Linked DNA regions of Mus musculus: all the other regions are linked to region 1. Evidence: chromatin contacts called from public HiChIP or PLAC-seq and promoter capture Hi-C data. All regions are on one chromosome and are shown on one strand. Each heading gives the region's core, a stretch centred on a gene start, on an enhancer-like site or on the middle of the called end of the contact. The rest is flanking DNA. Distances are from core to core; before and after follow the strand shown.

Region 1 (3,955 bases), core at 607-3,106:
CCATTCTTTTCCCCAGCTTGTCTCAGTTCTACTCTTTCTTTTTTTTTTTTTTTTTTTTTTTTTTAGATTTATTTATTTATTATATGTAAGTACACTGTAGCTGTCCTCAGATACTCCAGAAGAGGGCATCAGATTGCATTAAGGATGGTTGTGAGCCACCATGTGGTTGCTGGGATTTGAACTCTGGACCTTCAGAAGAGCAGTCGGGTACTCTTACCCACTAAGCCATCTCCCCAGCCCCATACTCTTTCTTTTTTATGTGATTTAGTGAATTTAATTAGAACTGCTTACAGGGGAATAAGTGGGTGATTATTTATAGGAGTCAGGGCAATACCAGTGTATTATTTATAGGAGTCAGTTTACCAGTGACTATAACCACTGAAAAAAATGTTCCTTCCTGTAACCATCACCTAGGGAGTGGCAGGACCACCACACTTGGCTCAGTAAGTCTTCAAAACAGCCCACCTCTAAGCTGTTCTTCATGATTGACAATTCCTTTAACACGTGCTTGATAGTTCTTTTTTGTTTTTCCTTTCTGAGGCAGGCTCACTGTGTAGCCCTGGCTCAACTGGAAGTCACTATGTAGTCAGACTGGCTCTAATTCACAGAGATCTGCCTCTTTCAGCCTTCAGAGTTCTGGGACTAAAGACATGCCCCATGCCACCCATTTTCAATCTATTGAGTTTTCGCCATTTCTAGGATGTTTAGGCATAGTATTCTATGTCTTGGCTAGTATAATTGACAGCAGTAGCTTTATAATTTGCTTTAATATCTGTTAGGACAAATGTACTCCTATTTCTGTTGTTTGGTGTTTCAAAGATGATAGTTGTAAAAACAATCATGTATTAGCTATGTAGCTATTGGGTAAACTAAGAATTTTAATTTTTTTTAATCTGTTATTTTAAGCTTGTACATTCGGAAAGCATGCTTGCCTCTGTGAAGGGTTATTGAATTGGGTTTCAATGTTGACTCTGGGTCACAACCTCCCTATAGAACAGCTGTAGGTTCTGGCTAGGACTTTTCTGACCTTTAACAGTGGTGGGCTTTAGTGTTTAGTGTTCAAAGTAGAGAGATGGTCATCTAATAACTCTCTAGAGAATAACTCCGTGTGAACCCCAATACATTTGGATGGCCACAAGTCTTGGGTCTTTACTGGGCTGCCTAAACTCCTGTGACCTGCGGCGGTCACCGGAACTCTGGATAAGTAAGCAGAGTGTACACGGACCTCTCCGCCCTCTGCGCAATCCGGGTCGACCTTCGCGAGAGTGGATGTAAGGATCCTAGGAGAAGTTTAGGGTTAAGACTCCCAGGCCTCTTTTCTCCTTTAAAATCAGAACCACGCAGGCCTTCCTGCAGCCCAGACAGCGGAGCAAGCAGCCTTTGGGTGCTAAACTTTATAGACTGAGATACTCTGCGTAGATCAAGGGGCTCAAACGGGCGGAAGAGGAGAGGCGCAGGCCACCTGAACCGGGTTGGTGGTGATAGTGTTGGGGGTTCTGAAGGGTCCGGGTCAGGCTCAAAACGGGTCAGTCTTCCGTTTGAGGGCTGGGCATAGACCCGTGGTAAAGAGCAGGATTCTTGTTTCGCTGGGTGTTGCCCGTCAAGTATTTTGAGGTGAGGTTGCCATCCCGTTCTGGCGCCTGCATCGGGACCCTGTAGGCGACCTCCCGTGCGCCCCTCCCCCATTACACTCTGCCGCAGCCACTGGCCCATCCCTGGACTCAGACCCCTCGGCGGCCCCGCCCAGCCTCAGGGTTCCGCCCCCACAAGGGTCCGCCTCCAGGTCCGCCCTGTCGCTCGCCCATTCAGATGTGGGTCAGGGGTGAGCGGGTGGAGCTGACGTCACAAGCTTCCAAGATGGCGCGGAGCGGGCGGCTGTGAGCAGCGCTCTGGGCGCGCTGGGCGGAGAGCCGAGCGGGGGCCGGCGGAGGGCGGACAGGGCGGGCGCGTGCAGCTCAGGTCGGGCGCCCAAGACGAGGGGCCTCTGGCAGGCACCTGAGGTAAGCGGTGTCCTCGAGGGAGGGCGACGCGGGCCGGGCGCGCCCCCGGAGAGGGGGGCGTGGGCGCGCGTGGGACGGAGCGCGCGCACGGCCCCTAGTCTCGAACCGAGGCGCACGCGGGACCCTGGACGGGCGGGGGCTTTGTGGTTCAGGTGCCCGGCGGGTTGCGGCCGGCACGGGGACTCCGGGCACAAAGCCCCCAGGGCCGCGCCAGTCCGGGGACGCGAGTCTGTGGAGCGGGGGTCGACGGGGTAGCGGGCGCCGGCTCTTTGTGCCTTTTCATTAGCAATCTAATCCGAACGGCGTCGGGCGAGCTATGCTGCCTGACAGGCGGGCGTTCTCCCATTATGCAAACGGCTGTACGCCTGCGGCTGCCCCTCACTGGAACGCTTTACGGTTTCCAGAACTGCGCTTGTGTGTATGGTCTGCAGTCCTTTTCCTCGAGTACCCTTCCTGGCTGGGGGACTGGCCGTGTCAGGGACAGGGTAGGGCTTAGAGGGCCCGGCTCCGTGGCTGGGTGGGCTTTCTGCCCTGCCCCCAGACCTTTGCTGGAGGCAGCCGCCTGGCAGGAAGAGAGATGGGCTTGGGGGGAGGGGGTCGGGTGGCAAGAGGAAGGGACTGGCTGGCTCAGGGAGTGAGCTGAGGGGCCCTAGCTTGTCATTCTCTGTTTATCTTCCAGAATGGTTCATATGCACACAAGCCTGGGTGTAAGTGCTGGGGGAAAATACCTCTCCCTGGGGGGCAGTGACTTAGGTACTTGGAGTGATTGAGGCCAGATAATACTCTCAGCGGCCGCGCCCTGAACAGTTTTGGACTACCTTGCGACGAGAGTCCCGTGCTGATCTTGGCTGGCCGGAGAGATTCAGAAGTTATTTACTTATGTGTTCTATCCCCCTCTTCACAGTATCTTTTCTAGTTATAATTGTCAGGCGCATTTGGAAAGCTGTGTTCCAGGTTCCTCACTTTCAATCAGCAGGAGGGGTGTAACACTGAGAGGCCACCCCCACTGACATATGTGGCGATGGGGGAGGGGCGGATCCTTGCCTATAGGAATCCTGTGACTGGACTGTTACTGGGGTTTGCTAGCTGTGGCTTTTGCACCTAGGACCAGGAGATTCGGCAGGTCGTGGAGGGGCTCATCTTCTAGGCTGAACTTGGGATTTCCAATCTAGGACAAAGGTTGGTGGGATGGAGGCAAACCCTAGAGGGATGCCACATTATTGCTTCTGATTCCTCCTGGCCTTGCCCCTCCACTGTTATCTGCCCGTATCTGGAATCCCTGGCTTTCAAGCAGACATTTTTAGGATCGTAGTCTGTGTAACCACTCTGTAGCTCTGTCTCTCGAAAAAGTATGCTGGGTGGAGCAGAGCTCCTGGAGTAGTCTGAAAGAAAGCAGATGGTCCAGCCTCAGGCTGGCCTCTAGAGACAAATGTGTGGCCAAACCTTCCCACTAAGGTTTTTGCAAGAAGTCATGTGCCTGCAGGTGATCTTTCTGTCCTATGCAGTTTTTTAATGAAAACCTCTGAAACCTACAGGGTAGACTTGGGAAAAGTTGTCCAGTCTTTGCATTGCCTGCCTGCTTGCTGCGAGGGGAGCAATGCTGTTCATTCAGTTTACTAATTTGGCTCCTGGCTTTCTGCAGGTTAGTTGTAAGGTGTTGAGAGTGCTTGTTGGCCAGCTTGTCTGGCTGTTTGAGTTCGGCTGTGTGCCCAGAATTTCTTCCTGCAGTGTTTTCCTGCCAGTTGTTGGGACTTGTACATTAGTCACTGAGCTTTTACGAGCAATTCCTGAAAAGAAAAAAATCTCCCTCTGATTGTTGGCTTTGCGTGTAGGAAGAAGCAGCTCGAGGGAGCCCTGTGTTTAAAGCAGAACCAAAATGATTTGCTGTAATTGCTAGAAGGAGAAGAGGTGCAAACAGGGCAGGGGCGGTGCAGCCTGTTCTGCTGCATAGTACC
Region 2 (3,955 bases), core at 834-3,333, 490 kb after region 1:
GATCCACTGTACTGGGCTTTCCCAAAGAATCCTTGCCCTGGAGCTCAGACCATTTCTCAAGACTTCACTTAGAGATAACTCAAGTACATCAATACTGCACTTGTGGGCTGGAGACTTGGCTCAGAGGTTAGAAGCACTCACACTGAGCTCTTACAGAAGAAGCAGGTTCGATTCCCAGAATTCACAGGGCAGTTCATAACCCCCTGTAGCTCCAATCCCAGGGAATCTTATACGCTCTTCTGACCTCTGACATCATCAGATATACATGGTTCACTTATATACAGGCAAGCAAAACACTCATATAAATAAATTAAATCTAAAACAATTAAGAAACAAAACACTTGTTTGCTGAACTGTCTGCAAAACCGTGCAAGGGTTATTGTGCGGCGGTACCAAGCCACTGACACAGTACCCACTCCCTCCACTGTACTGATGCTTCCCCGATTTAGTCCATTGCTTCACTCCACCCCACCCCACCCCACCCCCTCCATCCAGTTAGTCACCAATTGTCCACATATTCATTCCTCTTTCTCTGGAATCTGTCTTCCTCTTTCAAGTTCAGCACTTAATACTGGTCTTTATGATCTCTGCCAACCAAGTCTTCTACAATCAACTCATGAGACCATATGATCTAAATGAAAAAAAGACAGAACCCCCACCAACCCTTCCAAAGGAAAAAAACTCCCCAAATTGCCTATTTGGCCTCTCTTGGGTCCCTAATTCATCTCCAGGGACTCAGGGGCCTTCCCAACACTAATGCTGCACCACCTCAAGGCAGACCACGTGTAAAACACTGGAGGAAGGGCCGGGCAGTGATCCCAGCGCTTGGGAGGTAGAAGTAGGCAGATTTCTGAGTTCCAGGACAGCCAGGACTACACAGAGAAACCCTGTCTCGAAAAACTAAAAAACAAACAAACAAACAAACAAAAAACCACGGGTACAAGTTGTTTGCCCAAAACACCCAACACTAACCATGCCAGCATCTGCTCATCCTCATGATGTATCCTTGACTACTTTGCTTCAAAGACCCAGAACTCTCCACCTACAGCCGTCCATCCTGATGCTTTCACAATCATCTGCTGGGAATGGTGGCCTGTCACCCTCCTACTTTTCTCTCTAGAGCTCAATCTGTCACCTACTCGAGGCTGCTCCAGTCTACTCAACTGACACTTTAGCACCCACAAAAATGACTGAGCATTGGCACGACTGTACTGTTTCTTTACAGACAGACAGTACCAACCCTCAGGGGAAAAGCTGTGCCACAGGCAATTTTCTGAACACTTTAGGAAACTCAGTAAAATGGCTAAGTGCAACAAGCACTCTGCAGTGCTCCGTGGGCAGAGGGCATCCCTGCCCTTCACTCCCGAAGTTCCCACAGCTATTTCCTGCTACCCTTTGGCCAAGTTGACACACCTTGTGGAAGAAACCGGAGCACTCTTCTATTCCACTGCCTACAACCCAAACACATCAATCTTCCAATTTACCTTCCTTCCAGCCTCCTCCAACTCATTGATGTGGTTTTCGTTTTATTTATTTATTTTATAAAAGAAGCCACGCGGCACCCGTGTAAAATCTCTGGCTGCCTCATTCTCTTTCTATATTCGGTGCGAATCGAAGCAAAGGAAAATCTGCACACAAATGACGAGGCGGCTCAGGACGATGACTCACTAGCCAGGGCACTAGCTGGGTTTGCAGAGTTCCTCCCCAGAAAAACTAGCCAGCAGTCCCTGTCTGCCGAGAAAGGCCAGAGAGACTCCAGGAGGACCCTTGTACGTCCCCGGCACCCAGCGGACACCGCAGCTTCTGACCAGGGTCAAGAGCGGGTCTAGCCCGGCCTCACCCTCCCCGCCCGGAAGGTCCGACCACCGGTCCTTGCCCCAGGCCACACTCACATTTGGCTGACCAGCTTCTGCCGAAAGGCGGCGCTACGCCAGTCGGTCTCCTGCCCCGAAACGTCCATGCCCGGAGCCCCTACTCTTGTAGCCCGAGTCCCTACCGGCCACCCCCGGCGCCGCCGCCTCTACCACAGCGACAGGCCCGAACCCGGAAGCCGAGCGATCCCGCTACTGGGCCACGCCGGAAGTACAGGAAGAATTGTGGGAAATGAAGTCTTGCTTTTGTATACGCATGCGCGCCACAGAAAGAGAGAGGAAGAGAGGAAGGGGAGAGGGGGAGAGGGGAAGAGGGAGAAGGGGAGAGGGGGAGAGGGGGAGAGGGGGAGAGGGAGACACAGAGGGAGAGACAGAGATACAGAGGCGGAAACACAGACAGAGGCAGAAACAGAGAGAAAGACAGAAAAAAGAGACAGAAAGACAGACACAGAGACAGATACAGAGACAGAGAGAGACACACATGCGGACACATAGACACACACACACCACACACAGACACACATACAGAGTCTATGTATATTTTGTTGCCAGTGTTGGGATAATTGCTAATGTATAACATATTTTTGGTATTTTAAATAAATTTGGTATTTAAATATTGAGATTTTAATTTCTAACATATGTTAAGTGTACATAAGTATATGTACATTCTACAGTCATCAAAATAAAGCTAGTATTTCACCAACAAGCAATGTTAGGTTTAGGATCTCTGCTCATTGAATCATTAAGCTCCATATTTAAAAGGAAAGCAAAAGCATTATTTCTGTTAATGTTTTCTCTGTGGTTCATATTCCTTGCTTCTTAGTGGTGCATCCCTTAATACAGGACATTTTGGTCTAAGTGGATAATTGTTGCTGGGCTTATGTGTCTCGAGTTCACCTTTCAATGTTTATATGATTTAAGTTTAGAGTAGAGATTACAAGGTAACTAACCAATTTTGTAAGTCTTCATTTTTTCCAACAATATGTAAGGCCTCATTTTAGAACTTTGTTTGTCCCAGCACTTGGGAGGCAGAGGCAGGCAGATCTCTGTTGAATTCAAGGCAGCCTGGTTTACATACTGAGTTCCAGGACAACCAGGGCCTATGTAGAGACACATTGTCTCAAACAAACAAAAACAAACAACACCCAAAATGAACCCCAAAATAAATAAATAAATAGACAAATAAAGAAATAAATAAAATACATGTGTTTATTATTATAGAAGAAAGCACCCTTTAAAAAAAAAAACTTTTGGCCTTTGGAAAAGTCTTAAACACAAATGAATTAAAAACTGAGTGTCAGGGCTGGAGAGATGGCTCAGAGGTTAAGAGCACTGACTGTTCTTCCAGAGGTCCTGTGTTCAATTCCCAGCAACCACATGGTGGCTCACATCCAATGTACTGTTTTGGTGTGCCAGAATATCTGAAGACAGCTACAGTATATACATGAAATAAATAAATAAATAAATCTAAAAAAAAAAAAAAACCCCTGAGTGTGGGGGCTGGAGAGATGGCTCAGCCATTAAGAGCATTGATCTATTGCTCTCTTCTGGTGTGTCTGAAGACAGTTACAATATACTCATATACATAAAATAAGTAAGTCTTTAAAAAACTGAGTATGGGGGTTGGGGATTTAGCTCAGTGGTAAAGTGCTTGCCTAGCAAGCCCAAGGCCCTGGGTTCGGTCCTCAGCTCCGGAAAAAAGAAAAAAAAAAAAAAAAAAAAAAAAAAAAAAAAAAAAAACTGAGTATGACAAAACTTAAAAAGAAAATTCAAAACCACCAAGCATGGTGGTGCGTGGTGATGCATGGTGGTGCAGGTATGGTGCTGAAGACATGGTGGTGCATGGTAGTGCATGGTAGTGGAGGCATGGTGGTGCATGGTGGTGCAAGCATGGTGGTTCAGGCATGGTGGTGTATGGTGATGAAGACATGGTAGTGCATGGTGGTGCAGGCATGGTAGTACATAGTGGTGCATGGTGATGAAGGCGTGGTGATGCATGATGGTGCATGGTGGTGCTTGGTGGTGCAGGCACGGTGATGGTGATACAGGCATGGTGATGCAGGCATGGTGGTACACCACTTTAA
Region 3 (3,955 bases), core at 721-3,220, 410 kb after region 1:
CACCAGTTGTCAGCGTTCAGTTGTCAACTTGATTCACCTGGGAAAGGGACCTTTTCTTGATTGATGTAGCTATCTTCGGGTGGTACCATCCCTAGGCAGGTAGGTCTGGGCTGTATAAGAAAGGTAGCTGAAAGTAAGCTGGGGAGAAAGCCCCAAGCAGTCTCTTGGTTTCTGCTTCAGGCTTCTGCCTTGCCTTGAGTTCCTTCATGGCATCTGTCCATGATAGACTCTAACCTATAAGCTAAAATAAACCCTCTGATGCCCACTTTGCTTTTCTTTTGATCACGGTGTTTATCGCAGCAACAAAAAATAAAATAGGATGCTCAACTAAGCCATCTCCCTGTTTTGGTTTATTTTTAGGATAAGATCTCACTGTGTAGTCTGTAATGAAACTTTGTATCCTAGGCTAGGATTATAGGTATGAGCTTCAAGGATCAGTTTGAAATGATCTTTTTATTATTTGTGTGTGTTTGTTTTGAAGACAGGATTTCACTATGTAGCTCTGCTGACCTGGAACTCTATGTAGATCGGGCTTTTTGCTGTGCAAAGGATGGACCTCTGGGACATGGACATGGTAGACAAGTGTCAAACACTGACCCATTGGGAGGTGACTTTTGCATAGCCTTCTCTTAGAAATTAAGTTTCCAAACCAGGCATTAATCTTAGGATTCAGAAAGGAGGCAGAGGCAGATCTCTGAGTTTGAAGTCAGCCTGGCCTATGTAGCTAAACTATGTCTCAAACAAACAAATCTACCATGTCATAAAAAGTAAGTGGCCTAGTTTTCACGTGGATAAGAGATGAGCCAGCAGTTAAGAAAGAGAGCTTCCTGCTCTTCCAGAAAACCTGAGTTTGGTTTCCAGCAGACACCCAAGGCTGCCTGTAATTCCAGCTCCGGGGCTCAATGCTCACACATGCACACCCACAGAATATACTCATACGGGTACGCATAAATGAAAAAAAAAAAAAAACTAAAGTCTAGAAAGCCAGGACTTTCTTGTTTTTGATCCTGCTGGCTGGGTTCTCTAGGTAAAGGCAAGCACTGGACTTTTGTTTTCTTGAAGACAGGTTCTCACTGTGTAGCTCTGACTGTTCCGGGAACTCACTATGGCAGACTTCGGAACTCTGGAAGATCCACCTGCCTCTGTCTCCCATTTGCTGGAATTAAAGAAGTGGGCTGGCCGGTTCTCTTGTGTTGGTTCAGACAGCTCTATTTATACACAAAGATTCAGTGAGTGTTGGAAGATTTGTGAAACTATTACTATGTATCCAAAAATGTGAGCTATTAAAATGAAAGACTAAGACCCACTTTAAAAGCCAGTGCGACGGGCGGTGGTGGCGCACGCCTTTAATCCCAGCACTGGGGAGGCAGAGGCAGGCGGATTTCTGAGTTCGAGGCCAACCTGGTCTACAAAGTGAGTTCCAGGACAGCCAGGGCTATACAGAGAAACCCTGTCTCGAAAAACAAAAACAAAAAAGCCAGTGCTTTGGCATACATCTATAATCCCGGTTTTACACAATGAATTCCAAGCTAGTTTGCACTACAGAGTGAGACCCTGGTTCAAAAGTACAAGCGGGGCTAGGGTGATGGCTCAGAAGGTATAGTGGTTTCTGCCCAAGCAGGAGAAATTCGGGTCTAAATTCGGGTCCCTAGCACCCACATGAGAAGTGGGGAGGGAAGGCGCACACCCGGGATCTTAAGCGCTGGAAGCCGGGGAAATGGGAAGATCCTGGGGTTCACGGGCCAGCCCAGCTAGTCACAAGACGAGACAGACCTCTTCTCAAAATCTATGAGGTGGGGAATGAGACCGGACGTCGAGTGCTGGTCTCCACAGGCACACGCACCGCACACAGCACTCATAAGAACTACTGTTCCGGACCAGTTCAAGAGTCTGGCGCCTTGGTTTTTGCGGAACGCGGCCGCAGGCCCCGCCCCGCGGCGCGCCCCGCCCTCTCCGGCGCGCCGGTTCCCAAGGCGACCGAGTGCCAGGCTCCAGCAGCCAGTACTGAGCGGCGGCGACGCCTTCATGAGCGGGGCCGGGCTGGCGGCCGGGGCTCGGCCCCTCAGCTCCGCGGCCCCAGGCTCCCGGGGCGCGGCCCGCCTACGCCCGCGCCCTCCCGCCGGCCTGCAGCACGCGGGGACGCAGCCGCCTCCGCTCGGGTTCAGCGAAGCACAGAAGCGGATCCTGGACCTGGAAAAGAGCCTGCAGTTCCTACAGCAGCAGCACTCGGAGACGCTAGTCAAACTCCACGAGGAGATCGAGCACCTGAAGCGGGAGAATAAGGGTGAGCCTCTGGGTGCTGGCCCAGCATTTACAACCTGAAGGTCACGGCCATCAACTCTTAACAGTCTCCGGGTGCGGGGAAGGATGCGGGAGGCTTCTCTTCGGTAGGGCCTGCCGATAGGCTCAGTCCTCCTGTGCCCACCAGCCCAAATGAACGCTGACCCTCCTGTGCACTCTGTGCAGGGCAGGGTGTAGTCCGGCTCATTATTTAAAACTGTTGCCGAAGTTAAACAGCACACAGCAAATTCCAGTAAATGGGTCACCAACTAAGCACATCCAGATTTTGGGCAGGGATTGCCAGGATGCTGCTCCACCCCACCCCCGACCCCCACCCCCAAGGCTTGGCCTACTCAGAACTTCAGGCCACCCTGTGACATAACTGCTTTTCACTGTCTACAGCTCAGCTAGGGTTCCTCTGCTTCCCCCCACTCCATGCCCTGTGCCTCGGGTTTCTCCCTCTTTCTGGTGTTGTCTTTACCTGGGCATCTTATTACATTAGGGCTCTGCTTGAGACTCACCCCATGTCTGACTGACCAGCCCCATGCCACACCCCACTTACCTTACCATTGCCAGGGGCTCCTGGAAGGCTAGCCAGCCATCCTGTCTCACTTCAGCAGCCCTGCAGCCCTGCCCCTGCCTGGCCTAGTGGATGGGCACCTTGCAGGTGTTGGGGATGACAGGGATCAGCTAGAGGCATTTCTGGTCTGAGATGCCTGAGGTAAAGGGTTGGTGGAAAAAGCTGGTGGGACCCAAAGAGCAGGCCACATTTGTGCTCCCAGTGGCTGTAGATTTTAAGTGTGATAAGGAGTATTTGTTTGCTTTCAGATCTCCACTACAAGCTAATCATGAATGAGAAGCCTCAGAAAAAAGGTAGGACTTGCAGGGAGTTATCACTCAAGCCTATCTGGCAGCAGGGAGCCCTGCATGCTAACCCAGAGGAGACCAGTTCTGGGCACTTGGACAGGTGGCCCTTTCCCCAGCCACAGCTTGCTTGTTTGCTCTCAACACCAAAGGCATGACGTGTGTGCAGTAGGGACAATGAGGTGGCTGCATACCCTCCCTCCCTCTGCTGAGCACAGCTCCTGGGCAGCCCCATCCCCTGGTAGGTTGATGGTTGCTGTGGTGCCTGCCTCTGGTTCCCCAGCCCTGTACCGCTGGTTCCTTACACTTGAGTGAGGGGTTTCTTACCACACTCCCTGTATGGAAAACAGCCCTGCTCGAACATGGAGGGCCAGGTAACAGGCAGGAGTGGGTTCTCAGGCTGAGCCCTGCATCTTCCCACAGGCAGCATCTCCACATGGAGCCTTCACTCTGGCAAGTCCGCCTCCAATTCCACGATGTCCGGTGAGCCAGGGCCCAGGCTGGGCAGTCAGCGGGAGGTGTTGCCTAGAGTTGAAAACCCTCTTTCGCAAAGGGGGTGGCCCTGATATCCTATGTACAGAAACAACCAAGAAGGAGACTGGGCCAGGAGTCCTTGAGGGGACGCGCTACAAGCAAGACAAGGCCTGGCTGTCAGTGTAGCCAGATGATGTAGCAGGCCCACCCAGGTAGGGTAGTGAGTGAGTAGCCAAGCCGTTAACAAAGGAACTCAAGTACTTTCCAAGCCCCTATTTTCTCCTGGGAGGTGGGTATGTGCTCCACCAAGCCCCCCCCCCATGACATCTCAGGGACA
Region 4 (3,955 bases), core at 643-3,142, 390 kb after region 1:
GGAGGCGAGGGGAGCCAGGGTAAGATTCAGCAAGTCTGCCAAAAACAAATGCAGTATTCAGTGAGTCCTGTGGCATTCAGGGCAGACCTGTTCCAAGACTTGTCCAAGACTTGTCCACTGTGGCTATCTGGGTCATGGTCCTGAAAACCTAGCCTTTAATCCCATCACCCTGAAGGCAGAGTTTGAAGCCTGCCTGGTCTACATAGTGAGTTCCAGAAAAGAAACAAAACAAAACCCATAAAACAACAACACCAAAACAAAACAACAACAACAAAAATAAAGTGGGGAGCTGGGTGGTGGTGGCACATGCCTTTAATCCCAGTACTCGGGAGGCAGAGGCAGGCAGATTTCTGACTTCGAGGCCAGCCTGGTCTACAGAGTGAGTTCCAGGACAGCCAGGGCTACACAGAGAAACCCTGTCTCGAAAAAACAAAAAAGAAAAAGAAAAGGAAAGGTATGGGAACAGAAAAATAAATATAAATATTTGGGACAAGAGAGGAAGAGAGAGAGAGAGAGAGAGAGAGAGAGAGAGAGAGAGAGAACATGGACAGAGTATGTATCGTGCTGTGGTGGGGCTTTTTCAGAGTAGCAGATGAGATTTGGAAGAGTTCCAAAGCAGGCGTGTCTGCAGGGACTTGCAACCTGCCCAAGTCCATGCAGCCCATCTCCTTGGTGCTCAGCACCTTTTTCCCTTCATGCCCAGCTTTTGCAGCGTGGCCTCCCCCAGACCTGTGAAAGCCCTGAGTCTAGCCTCTGTCAGTCGAGCACCCTGAAAAAGGTGAGTGTTGGGCCCGCGTACCTCCTCCACTTCCCTCTCCCGCCTCTTCCCCTGACCACCACTCCCCACCCCAATTCCCTTCCACCCTGCAGAATTCGCTGCAGTCTAGCAGGTGAGGAGCCTCCACAGCGCCAGCTACTGGCCACCTCTTTCCTTGCCAGGCCCTGCAGCTCCCAGTCTGTAGCGGCTCCAACAACCCAGGGCAAGCATCCCGAGAGGTTTTTACATACTTGCTTGACTTGTTCTGAGTGCTTAATGTGAATAGGGCAGTATGTTAGCCATGGGAATGGTGTGGTGGAAAGCTGTCCGCTGCCTGACGATCAGATCCCTGATAGACGGATTTAGGTAGCAGCACCCAGAACCGTGCCTGGCATATGCTGGGTACTTGGTAAATCCTGTTGGATGATGGGTATTTAGGATTGCATGTACTTATCTATTTTGTGCAGGTTTCTTCCTTGAAGCACTCTTTAAGGGCTCTAAAAAAACAACTTTTAAAATTTTTATTAGCTTAAGAAGTATGAGGATTTTTGTTTTGTTTTCGAGACAGGGTTTATGTAGCCCTGATTGTCCTAGAACTCACCCTGAAGACCAAGCTGGCCTCAGAATCACAGAGATCTGCCTGCCTGCCTCTGCCTCCCTAGTGATGGGATTAAAGGCGTGTGCTGCCACCAACACCTGGTTTATTGGGGGTGGGGGTGTTATTTGTGTACTTGTATATTTGTTGGTTCTTAACCAGGAAGAATTCTTTCAAAGAAGTTTCAATTATTGATTGCTTGATTGTTTGTCTTTTCAAGACAGGGTTTCTCTGTGTAATCCTGGCTATCTTGAACCTCTGGCTTTGAACTCAAGAGATCTGCCTGCCTCTGCCTCCAGAACGCATGGATTAAAAGCGTGTGTCACCAGGGCAACAACCTCTTTCTAGAAACTTTTCATTTCATGTAGTCCCATTTTAATTCTCCAGGCTATTTCTGTGTCAGTGAAGTACAGTGTTGAAAAGTCTTGCCTATATCTATTTTTCTAGACGCGTATTCCTGTTGTCTTCTGTATTTCAGACCTTACTTTGATCCTCTCGGATTCCCGCCAAACTAAGGGGGCGTGGCACCCGGCGCAGCTTGATGACGACATTAGGCGCCGAGTGTCCGAATGGCGGCTCCCTTCTCTGAGAAGCTCGAGATTTGTGCTATCAGCACGGCAGGTGAGTGGCGGGAGCCGCGCGCGAGGCAGCCCAGCACCGTGCGGTTTTCTCGGGTCCCCGCCGAGGCTGGCTCCGTTCCTCCTCGAGCTGTGGGGGACTTGGGCCTCCCGACAGCTCGGCCTGTACGGGGCCGGCCGGGAGCCCAGGGCCCGGCTGCAACCTCACGCCGCTCTCCAGGGTCATGGCTTTCTGCCGCCTTCCTGCGTGGTCCTCGCAGACGGTCCGGGTAGGGGGTGGATGAACGCTCGATGTGAGAGTTGAGGGAGGGGGACTTGGAGGGAAAGTTGAACCTTGGGCTCAGCTAGCGATGTTTGGTAGTAGAACTCGTTGTGGGTTTAGGTTCTACCTTGCGACTTTCCCGAGCCTCAGTTTCCTCCTCTGTAATGTAATAGGGTAGTCTCGAAACTTTGGAGGTATAGGAAGTTGTGATCAACAAATGAGGGCACGCCGCAGCTTCTCAGAGTCAGCCGAGGGAGTTCTTGACAGTGGCGCGCTAAGCTTGGCTGGAGTTCGTAGTCATTAGAAACCTCAAAAACAGTCGCAAGCAGTTCTTGAAGAAAGTGGACTTTGAGGGGTCGACCGAAGCAAAGGCCTTCGGCACTGCATGCACGCTGGCTTCGGGCGTGGGTGACAGGGCCTAAAAGCAAGAGTATCAGTGTCGTTGCCCTATTCGTGGAATCGTGGAAAGACCTTCGTTAGACATCTCTGATTTTTCAACTGTCTGCTTCTTCTGAGGAGAGAGTTGACTTCTTGTCTCCTTTAGATCTCTGCCCTTATCGAGTAGTCCACAATTTTATGCTGCCCTGATCATTTCATGGTAGTTTGCAATGTAGGTCAGGACTGAAACATTTTCAGTTTTCCTTAACACTGAGACTGAATTAAGAATTGGAAAAAAAAAAACAAAACAAAACCCAAAACCTAAGAATTGTTTCTCTTGCCACATGGCAAAGATTGGTGGTCTTTCAAAACCACAACTGCCTTAAACTCCTACTGTCTGGCTTCTCTCCTTGCAGACTGGCATTGCCAGCTTAGCACCTTTTCTCCTGTAGTGAGCAGGGCTGAGACAGAAAAGCTATCACTAGTCCATCGGTGGCACACAGTAGGCTCTCTGCTCTTTCCAGCTCTTGATTGTTTTGTGTTTCTTACCATAGGCACTGGGAGGTAGGAAGCTGCAGGGCTATGCCTAATTTTTGGTGGTGAGTTCAAATTCTTCCTTCATAGAACTTCTTCATTTGTCGCAAGAAGCACACATTACTTGCTTCACCCTTCTCTTACAGACACGAGATTTGTAAGGAGTTTGCTAGACTCTTGGCTCTGCTGATTGCTAGGTGGGTGCTGAGAAGTCTTTTGCTGTTTTTTACCCTTGTTTCCTGATTTGCATCAGCCTTGTGGGCTGTGAAGATGTATTTCCTAGTGGTGCTTTACCTAGCCCCCTTTGTGTTTGTTTTCCCATAGTCACATAGTGACCAGTTCAGGCAGGCACTAGGGTATTAGAAGGTCCAGATCAAGACTTGCTTTAATCTTCAGGCTCTAGGGAAGAATATGATTCCAGGCTTATTCAAGATGCTGCCAGAATCCAGTTTCTTTGAGGTCTTGAATTCTTGCTAAGCTATGCTCTATGTCTTAAAGTCCACTGACATTGTACTGTAGTTGGTTCTTTTAAAGTCTCTTTAGAATAGCACTTAGATGAGTGTTTGATTGAATTGACAAGCAAGAAGAGTCTTGGGGGTTAGTCAGGAATTCTGCCTGTTGCTGGTGATTAGGTAAGGAAATAAATGAAAAGCTCTTAGTGTCATCCTGGCATCTAACAAGTGCTATAGAAGCATTATCAAGGAGTTGCCACCACAAAGCTAGTTCTGAAGCTGGCTACTGTGATCTGTATGAGTTTGCATTTTAAAAATCAAAGGAATATGTGATGTAATTTGTGCTGAGTTCAAATGTTCTCCTGGGCATCCTGAAATTCTGTGGTATAGAAGATATTG
Region 5 (3,955 bases), core at 452-2,951, 300 kb after region 1:
TTTTTCTTTTGCATGGAGCGGCTAACCTCAGGTGACTTCCTTAATCATTCTCTACCTTTGTTTTTAAAGATTTTTTTCCTTAAAAACCTTTTTTATTTTTATGTGTATAAGTGTTTGCCTATGACTGTTCACCGAATGCGTGCCTAGTACCTACAGAGGTTAGAAAAGGATAAAGGATCACTTGGAACTGGAGTGAGCCAGTTCCAGTTCCAGACTGCTATAAGCCATTATGTGGGTGGTGGGAAATGAACACAGGTCTTCTGGAAGAACAGCCAGTGAGTGCTCGTAACCTCTGAGCCAGCTCTACTGATGTGTATGAATATTTTGCCTGCATGTACATATGTGTACCCGTGCCCTCAGAGGTAGATTGAACCCCAGTCCTCTGTAATGCTCTAAAATGGTTAAGCCATCTCTCCAGCCCTTCCACCTTATTTTTTTAAAGACAAGTTTCTCAACTCAACACAGGGCTCAACAACTCATCTAGACTAGCTTTTCCATAAGTCCTTGGGATCCCCTTTTTGTTTTGTCTTCTCCAGGACTGGGATTAAAGGAACAAGCAATCACATGTGGCTTTTTATTTGGGTCCTTGAATCTGAAATCAGGTCCTAATGCTTGCATACCACGTCTTTAGCAAAGGGGGCTATTTCCCCAGCCTGGAAAGCCTGATTTTCTCTAATGTCACTGGCACAGTGATCCTGGGATCATGCTTTAACTGTACAAAACTGGAAAGAGGCTTGGCACGCTTGACAACTGGTCTGCTTGTCTCTGAGCATGCCAGCGGATGTGCATGGACTCCACCAGGGCAAAGAGCTGCCTCGTTTGACCCACTGCTCTGATGCCTCACAACCTGTCCTGGTGTTAGCTGGCAGAAAGACCCACCTGATTCCCACCAGCTCAAAGCAGTTTTCCTCGAAGTGTTTGGAGCAGAAGTAGATGTACTCAGAGGTCGGATCCCACAGGCCCTGGCCGCTGGGGTCCAGCCGCTGACAGTTGGCCAGCCACAAGCCGCGCCTGGGGTTGTCTTTCTTGGGAAGTCTGCAGAGCCACAAAACCGTGAGCACCAGACTGTCTACAGTCCTGCGTTCAGGATGCCCAAGCTCCCCAAGCAAGAATGGCAGACCTCCCCGCGACCCTTTCAGATTACCACCCGCTGGGGGAAAGGAGAAACTGAGAACGAGAGAAAGAAAGGGGCCGGCTCAGCATCATCTAGCAGGAATGAGTCGGAGCTGTAAATCCAAGCCAGGTAAGCGTCCAGTCCTTTTTCCGGCTGGACTCGAGACTATGCGCCCTTCCCTGTCACCCTCCCGCTCACAAGTTCAAGCCTCACATCGACCTCGGGAAAGCGCCGTCTCCTGCGAGGCCTAAGGTGCGGCAACACCGGCGCCTGCGCTATGAGCCCTCGCGTGCCACTACGCACGCGCGCTGACCTGTGGAAGGAGATGCCGCGGTTGCGAGTCTCGCGCGTATCCCGTGTGCAGCAGCCGGCGGCGGAGCAGTGTCGCGGCATCTGGGGAAGGGGCGGGATCTGGGTGGTGGGCGGCAGTCGGGGGAGGACTGTCTTCACGCCCAACTGTCACTCCCTCCAGAGGGCCCGAGCCGGTCGGCTCCCCGAGGCCCGACCCCGTACCAGTCTTGTCCTAGCTCGTTCTATAGACTCCCGTCAGCGGTACTCACGGTCTTGCCATTGCTGCGCCGCCAAAATCTCGCGATGGGTGGATCGACGCGGAAGTTGGGAGCAGAGATACTCCGTCGCCCGTGGCGCGGGCCCCCAAGGGGCGGGACCGGAAGAGATCCTGGCGGGGCGGGCCACCGGATGTTGGGAGTGAGGGATGGCGATCGTCGCTCCCGAGTTGAGGTTTCTGCATCTGTAGTTTCGGGTCCCTGTTTTGTTTGAGCGTCTGTCGTTTGGACGAAGCAGCTGGGTGTGGTCTGTACTGCTCCCTGAACAACGTACGCGCACACTCTGGTTGAAAAAGATCCACCACCAAGAAAAACCTGGGCTCTTTACTGAAAGAACTCGGCCACGGACTGGTGGCTCAGCACTTGCTACCAACCCTGAAGATTGAATTTGATCCCCAGGACGCAACCTGCTGGAAGGAGAGAACCAACGTCCAGTAATTGTCCTTTGATCCCCATATACATGCACAAAATAAAATGTTAACGACACATTTAGAACATTTTCTTTTAATGGCCTTGTAAAGGCCTGGGTGAAGATAGTGACCTTATGGGAGGCCGTCCCAATATACTAAGTAGCAACTGTCCAGTTATCGGAATGTTCATTTTTCAAACCCTGAGACGCTAGCCGGTGTGTTCCGAGAGCACGGTTTCCCCAGTGATGCTTTGAAGGGGGATTTCTCTGACCACAGGATCAGGCGTTTTACATTCTAGGCTCACTTTTGTAGCAGGAACAAAGTCAGAAATGGGTTCCTTGGGTTTCTGCTGGGGGAAGAGAGGTGAACAATTACAATCTTGGGATGCAGAAGGGGAGGTTATGGGACTCCAGGCCTGAAGGGCACAAAGGCATACTTGATCTAAGTACCGGCGAGGTTGGGTAGCCTGTTATGCTCCTGTAGAGGAGTTGTCTTGGCTGAAAAGGTCATCGAAGCCCCTATTTAGTTGGTTTTGATTTTTCCTGATCTGTTGGAGGCATTCATCCCTATATAAAGCCTCCCATTGAAGGAATAGGGGGCAAGAAGGACCAACCGATGTGCTGGCTCAGTAGTGTACTTAGAGCTGCACAAGACTCAGAAGAATGGATTTGGCCCAGGGTGCATGAGTACCATCCTCCTTTTGATTGTCTAACCTCTTTTAATTCATTGGCCCAGTAGGGATACCAGTGTAGGGGCAGAGAGTAAGTGAGTTGAAAACATGGAAAACCCAGGTGTTACTTTATTTGTGCTGAAGTTTGGACGAATCTCTAATTTCACATAGTTGGTGGGTGTGGGAGGTAGAAGACAAAGAGCCTTCAAGAGTTCTATGAGTGTTCTTAGGGTGTGAGGGAGGCAGGAGGGGGCATAAGGCATCAGTGGGGCATAAAGAGGGTGTGTGTGGATGTGGCAGGTCATTTTCTAATATACTCAATGGCCTGTTCAAGGGCAGTGAGCTCCACCTAGGGGCAGTCTTCAGGGCGCTCCTCCACAAGATGTGGCCAGACAATAGACTTCACCTAGGTTAGAAGACTCCACCCTAGGTGGGCTAGGCAACTGTGGTAAAACAAGGTCTGATTCAGCCTGTTCAAGGCTAGCCCCGACCAAAAGAAGTTGCCCCTTCACCGTAGTCAGTCCCTTGCGATGCCTCAAATTGAAGGTAAAGGAAGAAGGAAGAACCAGCTGAGGATCCTCAGGTTGGGATGCTGATGTCCCTCAGAAGGAAATCCTTGCCATCTTCCGAGCATCCCTGTTTGAGCCCCAGATGTGGGTCCTTTGCTCCCGACTGGGCGTTGATCACTGGTGGTCTCAGGATGCAGAGGAGCTGGGGAGCAGGGTCTCAGGCAGTGGTGAGTATTTTATTGAAATAGTGGGGCTAACTGACGTAGCTCAAGTCAGAGGGAGGAGAGGTAAGTGTTGCAGCGGGGGCAGGGACCTTCCAAGTGTATTAGATTAGCAGACCACAGTCTGTCGGGGTAATCTTTTTTTTCCCACAGTGTAAAGGTTGTCTTTGTACTATTCAAATGTTGATTTCTGTACCGGTGACGAGTTGAGTGCTGGCTGGACTTTGGTATTGGTTATTTTTATGGATCATCACCTGCTTCAGTATTTTGTAAACATACACCTCCCTCACCTTTTGATTGGTTTAACAAAGATCTGACGGCCAGTAGCTGAGGCAGGAGAGGAGAGGCGGGACTTCTGGGCAGAGATGGACTCTGTTGGAAGAATCAAGTTGACACGGAGTCGCTCGGACTTAGTGAGTGAGAAAAAGGTAATAGGCCACGTTACAGACATGGATTTATTAAATT
Region 6 (3,955 bases), core at 849-3,348, 280 kb after region 1:
GTGCTAAGCTTGGCAGAACTTAGGTGGAGAAACATAGTAGGTGATGCCCCCAGATATGCCATCCACAGAGAAGTGGGGTGGTTACATGACATCTGGGAAGCAGTGGACATGAGCCATTACCATCATCCCAGCACAGTGCCAGTGAGTCCCCAGTAGCTTAACCTGTGTACAGAGAACTTCCCAGGACCAGAGACAGGCCAGAGGTGACTGATGGCTATGTGTCGGGGTAAATCCTAGAGTGGAAGACTCAGAGTGGATCTGATAAATGATATACTTTCTTTGGCCTTCTGTTTTTCCCTCTTGCCTTCGAAAAGGTTGTTTATGCTACACAGCAAGTACGTGCATTGTTTCTTGTTGACTGTTCTCAGCCTTTCTTCCCCAGCCCAATGACTGAACCCTCCCACCTTGCCCAAGTCCATTACCTACGGGGCTTTGACACAGATCAGTCTCTGCTGCTGTATTCAAGAATCATTGGCTCATGGTGCCTAGAGTGGGGAACCTGTCCTCTTCTGCCCTGACCCATCCTCCTCTCATTCCTGCAGAACCGGTGACATGTCTTGGCTCACAGGAAAAGGATCCTGAGCTCTCCTGTGGTGGACTTGGGCAGGCCTCTGGGGTACCAAGGTCAGAGACCAAGTCCTGGGGCAAGTGCCAACTCCAATTTCCCAGGATCCCTCACTGTGGAATCTGAGTCCTCCAAGGCTTGCCTTGACCTGTCTGCCTCGCCTCCAGCCAGGCTACCACAGCCTCCAGAAGATGGTCCATTCCTAATGCCTCAGCTGTCACTGACAGCTGGGTGTAGAGGCAGGACAGGCTCTGCCTTGGTTTCCTCTACTAGGACGATTTTCCCAGCAAGCCCCTTCAACATTACCTTAAAATTAAAACGCATGTCTCAGCAGAACTGTGTCCTAGTGTAATTGGGCCGACACTTAGAGCCAGGCATGATGTGACACATCTGTAATAGTGGCACTCAGGACAGAGGCAGGAGGGTTAGAAGTCTCAGTCTTTTGTTTTTTTTTTTTAAAAAAGCTTCACAAGCCAGAGACAGCTTTTGTATTTGTCCACTTAAGAGAGGTGGGAGCTGGGTCCTGCAGACTCCATGCTGCCACAGAAACCTGAGCTCAGACCAGGAGGTGGTGGCGCACACCTTTAATCCCAGTGCCCGGGAGGCAGAGGCAGGCAGATCTCTGAATTCAAGACCAACCTAATCTACAGAGTGAGTTCCAGGACAGCCAGAGCTACACAGAGAAACCCTGTCTGAAATAAAACAAAATGAAAATCACCTCATTGTTATTAACTCACAAATACACTCTGCTAGATTGCAGTAGTCACTCAAAAACCTATCCAGTTGCATTCTGTATATCTCTAGGTTTTGTTTTTGTACAGTTAGGATAGCCATTGTGAAGCTGCTCTTGACTTTTACTATTTTACATTTATAAGCTCTTACCAAAAAAATATGAAACTAGACCAACTGACATTATATCCATTTCACTACATGTGTCCCTTTTGCCTGAACTTCCTGAATCATTTCACGGGTGATTCAGCTGGCAGCAGACTACAAATAAAACACACACACACACACACAAATTGTGGTGTAGCCTAGTGGCAGAGTGCATGCTGATCAAATCCTAGGTTCAAAACCCACAGCAAAACAGAGAAAGGGGCTGGAGACATGGCTCAGTGGTTAAGAGCACCAGCTGCTCTTCTGAAGGTCATGAGTTCAAATCCCAGTAACCACATGGTGGCTCACAACCATCCGTAATGAGATCTGACGCCCTCTTCTGGTGCATCTGAAGACAGCTACAGTGTACTTAGATATAATAATAAATAAATCTTTTAAAAAAAGAGAGAGAAGGAGGGGGAGGAAGAGAGAGGAGAGAAATAAATGAAGATACTGCTCTCAACTGAGAACCCAGAGGTGCCCCGCCATCGAGAGTCCCAGACAAGAATGCCAAGAGAGAGCAGAGGGGGAGCAGTGAAGATCAGGTTTGGGGAGCACAAACAGAAGGTGGACAATTGAGCAGCTCGCTTGCAAGTCCGAAACCTCATCCTGGAGGAGGGCGGGGGGATCTTCCGGGAGACAGCAAAGCCCGACTACAAGGCATGCCGGGAGCGTGTAGCTCGCCGCTGCCTTGAGAATGTCAGTGGTTTACTATGGTCTGAGTGCGTATCCTGAAAGAGGAAACCCAAATCGAGACTTGGCCAGAAATACTTTCCAGAATGTGATGTGCTCGATATACGATAATGCGAGGAGCCGGGCTGCCAGGTTCCTCGATAGCGAGCCGCGTCGCGGGAAGCGCGAGGTTTGTCGGGAGGCCCGACAAACCGGCCGGAAGTGCTACACCAGCGGCGCAGGGCTCTCTGGGAAGTGTAGTCCTTTGGCTCTGCCCGGGCGGTGGCCGTGAGTCCTGCAACCTGGCGGCCTATCCAGCCTGAACAAGGGATGGCTGGCTCCGGAGGCCCCATTGGGTCCGGGGCCTTGACAGGAGGGGTACGCTCCAAGGTGGCTCCGAGCGTGGACTTTGACCACAGCTGCTCAGACAGTGTCGAGTACCTGACGCTCAACTTTGGACCCTTCGAAACAGTGCATCGCTGGCGGCGCCTCCCGCCCTGTGACGAATTCGTGGGCGCCCGGTACGACAGTGTACAGGGATCCTGAAGGCACTGGTAGTAGGGACGAGAGCTGGTCTTAGGACGGGCTGTAGGGACGAAATCCCGTGTGATGTCTTGGAGTATAGATTGGTCGTTCCCAAAGCTGAGTTCCCAGGGAACAGCACCGTAGTGATTCTAGGCAGGGTACCAGACTTGTGTTTCTGAGGATCCTGTTTGGGTCCCTGAGCTGTGAGGTATGAGTGGGAAGTCTGAAGCGTCCCCGATGTATGTCCTTGCTGTCTGAAGAACTGAAGGATCTCTATAGATCTTAGCAGTTGAGAGGCTTTGTCCAAACTTATGTGGTAGCAACCATGTGTGTAGTCCCATTTCTTGGGTGCCAGCTGGGAGAGTTCCGGTCTCACCACCCTTCACCCCTTCTTTCTTTCTAGGCGCAGCAAGCACACAGTCGTGGCATATAAGGATGCCATCTATGTGTTTGGTGGAGACAACGGGTGAGTTTGCCTGTTTTGATGGAAGTGGTGGCAGGGGATGATGACAGAGAGAGACAGAGGATGGGAGTCATTAGCTATGCCTTGTGAGCCTCTGTTTCGCCATCTGTGTGGTGCTTTGCCCTTGATTCCCATGTTACGGTGAGGAAGACCCTACCCCTAAAGCCCTTTTATCCAGCATTCAAACGGCAGCCTGTGCTAGGTTCATGGAGATATCCTTGTGTTGAAAGAGGAGACAGCTTTGGAAGAAACATGCTAGCCCTACTGGCACTTTTCTTCTTTCCCTACACTTCTCTCTAGGCTTTGCCCAAATTTTTGTTTTGTAACATCTCTTATGGGGGGAGGGGCGCAAATGTGGAGATCAGACAACAGCTAGCAGGAATCATCTTTCTCCTTGTATGGGTACCAGGGCTTGAAGTCAGGTTGCAAGACATGGTGGCAAGTCTTGTTGAGTCATCTCACTACCTCTAAAACAGTTTTATTGATGCTGTACACACATTTGGTGGAGATTTCCCTGTGTTGCTTTAACCTCCTGGAAAATAATATTCCTGGAAATGACCTAGTAAGCACATCTCCATGCACATAGACTTCCACCAAGTAAGCTGAGGTTATGTGTTTACATATGACTCCCTCCTCTCAGGCCTAGAACCTGGCCTAAAGCCCAGAACAGGCACTATAGCCTTGGTCCTGTAGACTACATGAGGTAGCTGACCTAGAGCAAGTGAGATTTTTCAGGTCTATTAAGACATACAAACTTGGCCATGACTGTCTGGGATTTTAGCTCATTTCCACAGCCTCTTTCTCCAAGAGCAGTTGGGGATTCATGTACAACTGCACATCAGAGTGCGCGTTAA

Evidence for each region. Promoter capture Hi-C pulls out the DNA fragments that hold promoters and counts their contacts. HiChIP or PLAC-seq counts read pairs in DNA pulled down with a chosen protein or histone mark. Capture Hi-C pulls out chosen DNA fragments and counts their contacts.
Region 2: a contact with region 1 is called in a FOXA1 HiChIP or PLAC-seq map of pancreatic cancer cells. The contact joins the promoter of Med15 here to the promoter of Hic2 in region 1. A contact is called at or near these places in 2 of 115 datasets of contacts at active chromatin or transcription factors (pancreatic cancer cells and pro-B cells).
Region 3: a promoter capture Hi-C map of adipose tissue shows a contact between it and region 1. The contact joins the promoter of Ccdc74a here to the promoter of Hic2 in region 1. A contact is called at or near these places in 1 of 115 datasets of contacts at active chromatin or transcription factors (embryonic stem cells) and 1 of 9 other capture datasets (adipose tissue).
Region 4: a contact with region 1 is called in a promoter capture Hi-C map of liver, with 5 times the contacts expected there. The contact joins the promoter of Smpd4 here to the promoter of Hic2 in region 1. A contact is called at or near these places in 6 of 39 promoter capture datasets (cranial neural crest, hippocampal neurons, liver and 2 more) and 1 of 484 Hi-C or Micro-C datasets (B cells).
Region 5: an H3K27ac HiChIP or PLAC-seq map of extraembryonic endoderm stem cells shows a contact between it and region 1. The contact joins the promoter of Thap7 here to the promoter of Hic2 in region 1. A contact is called at or near these places in 2 of 39 promoter capture datasets (cranial neural crest and liver), 2 of 484 Hi-C or Micro-C datasets (both in embryonic stem cells), 6 of 115 datasets of contacts at active chromatin or transcription factors (the SCID.adh cell line, embryonic stem cells, extraembryonic endoderm stem cells and 3 more) and 1 of 9 other capture datasets (liver).
Region 6: a promoter capture Hi-C map of liver shows a contact between it and region 1. The contact joins the promoter of Lztr1 here to the promoter of Hic2 in region 1. A contact is called at or near these places in 1 of 39 promoter capture datasets (cranial neural crest), 3 of 115 datasets of contacts at active chromatin or transcription factors (the SCID.adh cell line, extraembryonic endoderm stem cells and pancreatic cancer cells) and 2 of 9 other capture datasets (adipose tissue and liver).

What each region holds. Positions count from the first base shown.
Region 1 is chr16:17,231,731-17,235,685 of GRCm38.p6, forward strand. Hic2 (hypermethylated in cancer 2) reads left to right here and starts at 1,857. Exons shown (of 3, transcript NM_178922.3): 1 at 1,857-2,000.
Region 2 is chr16:17,720,864-17,724,818 of GRCm38.p6, forward strand. It overlaps Med15 (mediator complex subunit 15), which reads right to left and starts at 2,084. Exons shown (of 18, transcript NM_033609.3): 1 at 1,893-2,084. The coding sequence starts at 1,960.
Region 3 is chr16:17,644,500-17,648,454 of GRCm38.p6, forward strand. It overlaps Ccdc74a (coiled-coil domain containing 74A), which reads left to right and starts at 1,971. Exons shown (of 8, transcript NM_001166164.1): 1 at 1,971-2,284; 2 at 3,109-3,153; 3 at 3,568-3,627. The coding sequence starts at 2,026. It overlaps Smpd4 (sphingomyelin phosphodiesterase 4), which reads left to right. Exons shown (of 19, transcript NM_001164610.1): 19 at 1-331.
Region 4 is chr16:17,617,462-17,621,416 of GRCm38.p6, forward strand. Smpd4 (sphingomyelin phosphodiesterase 4) reads left to right here and starts at 1,893. Exons shown (of 19, transcript NM_001164610.1): 1 at 1,893-1,973.
Region 5 is chr16:17,529,351-17,533,305 of GRCm38.p6, forward strand. It overlaps Thap7 (THAP domain containing 7), which reads right to left and starts at 1,702. Exons shown (of 5, transcript NM_026909.2): 1 at 1,675-1,702; 2 at 1,428-1,507; 3 at 880-1,035. The coding sequence starts at 1,507.
Region 6 is chr16:17,506,585-17,510,539 of GRCm38.p6, forward strand. It overlaps Lztr1 (leucine-zipper-like transcriptional regulator, 1), which reads left to right and starts at 2,099. Exons shown (of 21, transcript NM_025808.4): 1 at 2,099-2,634; 2 at 3,042-3,104. The coding sequence starts at 2,444. It overlaps Aifm3 (apoptosis-inducing factor, mitochondrion-associated 3), which reads left to right. Exons shown (of 20, transcript NM_001291070.1): 19 at 315-335; 20 at 543-898. The coding sequence ends at 582.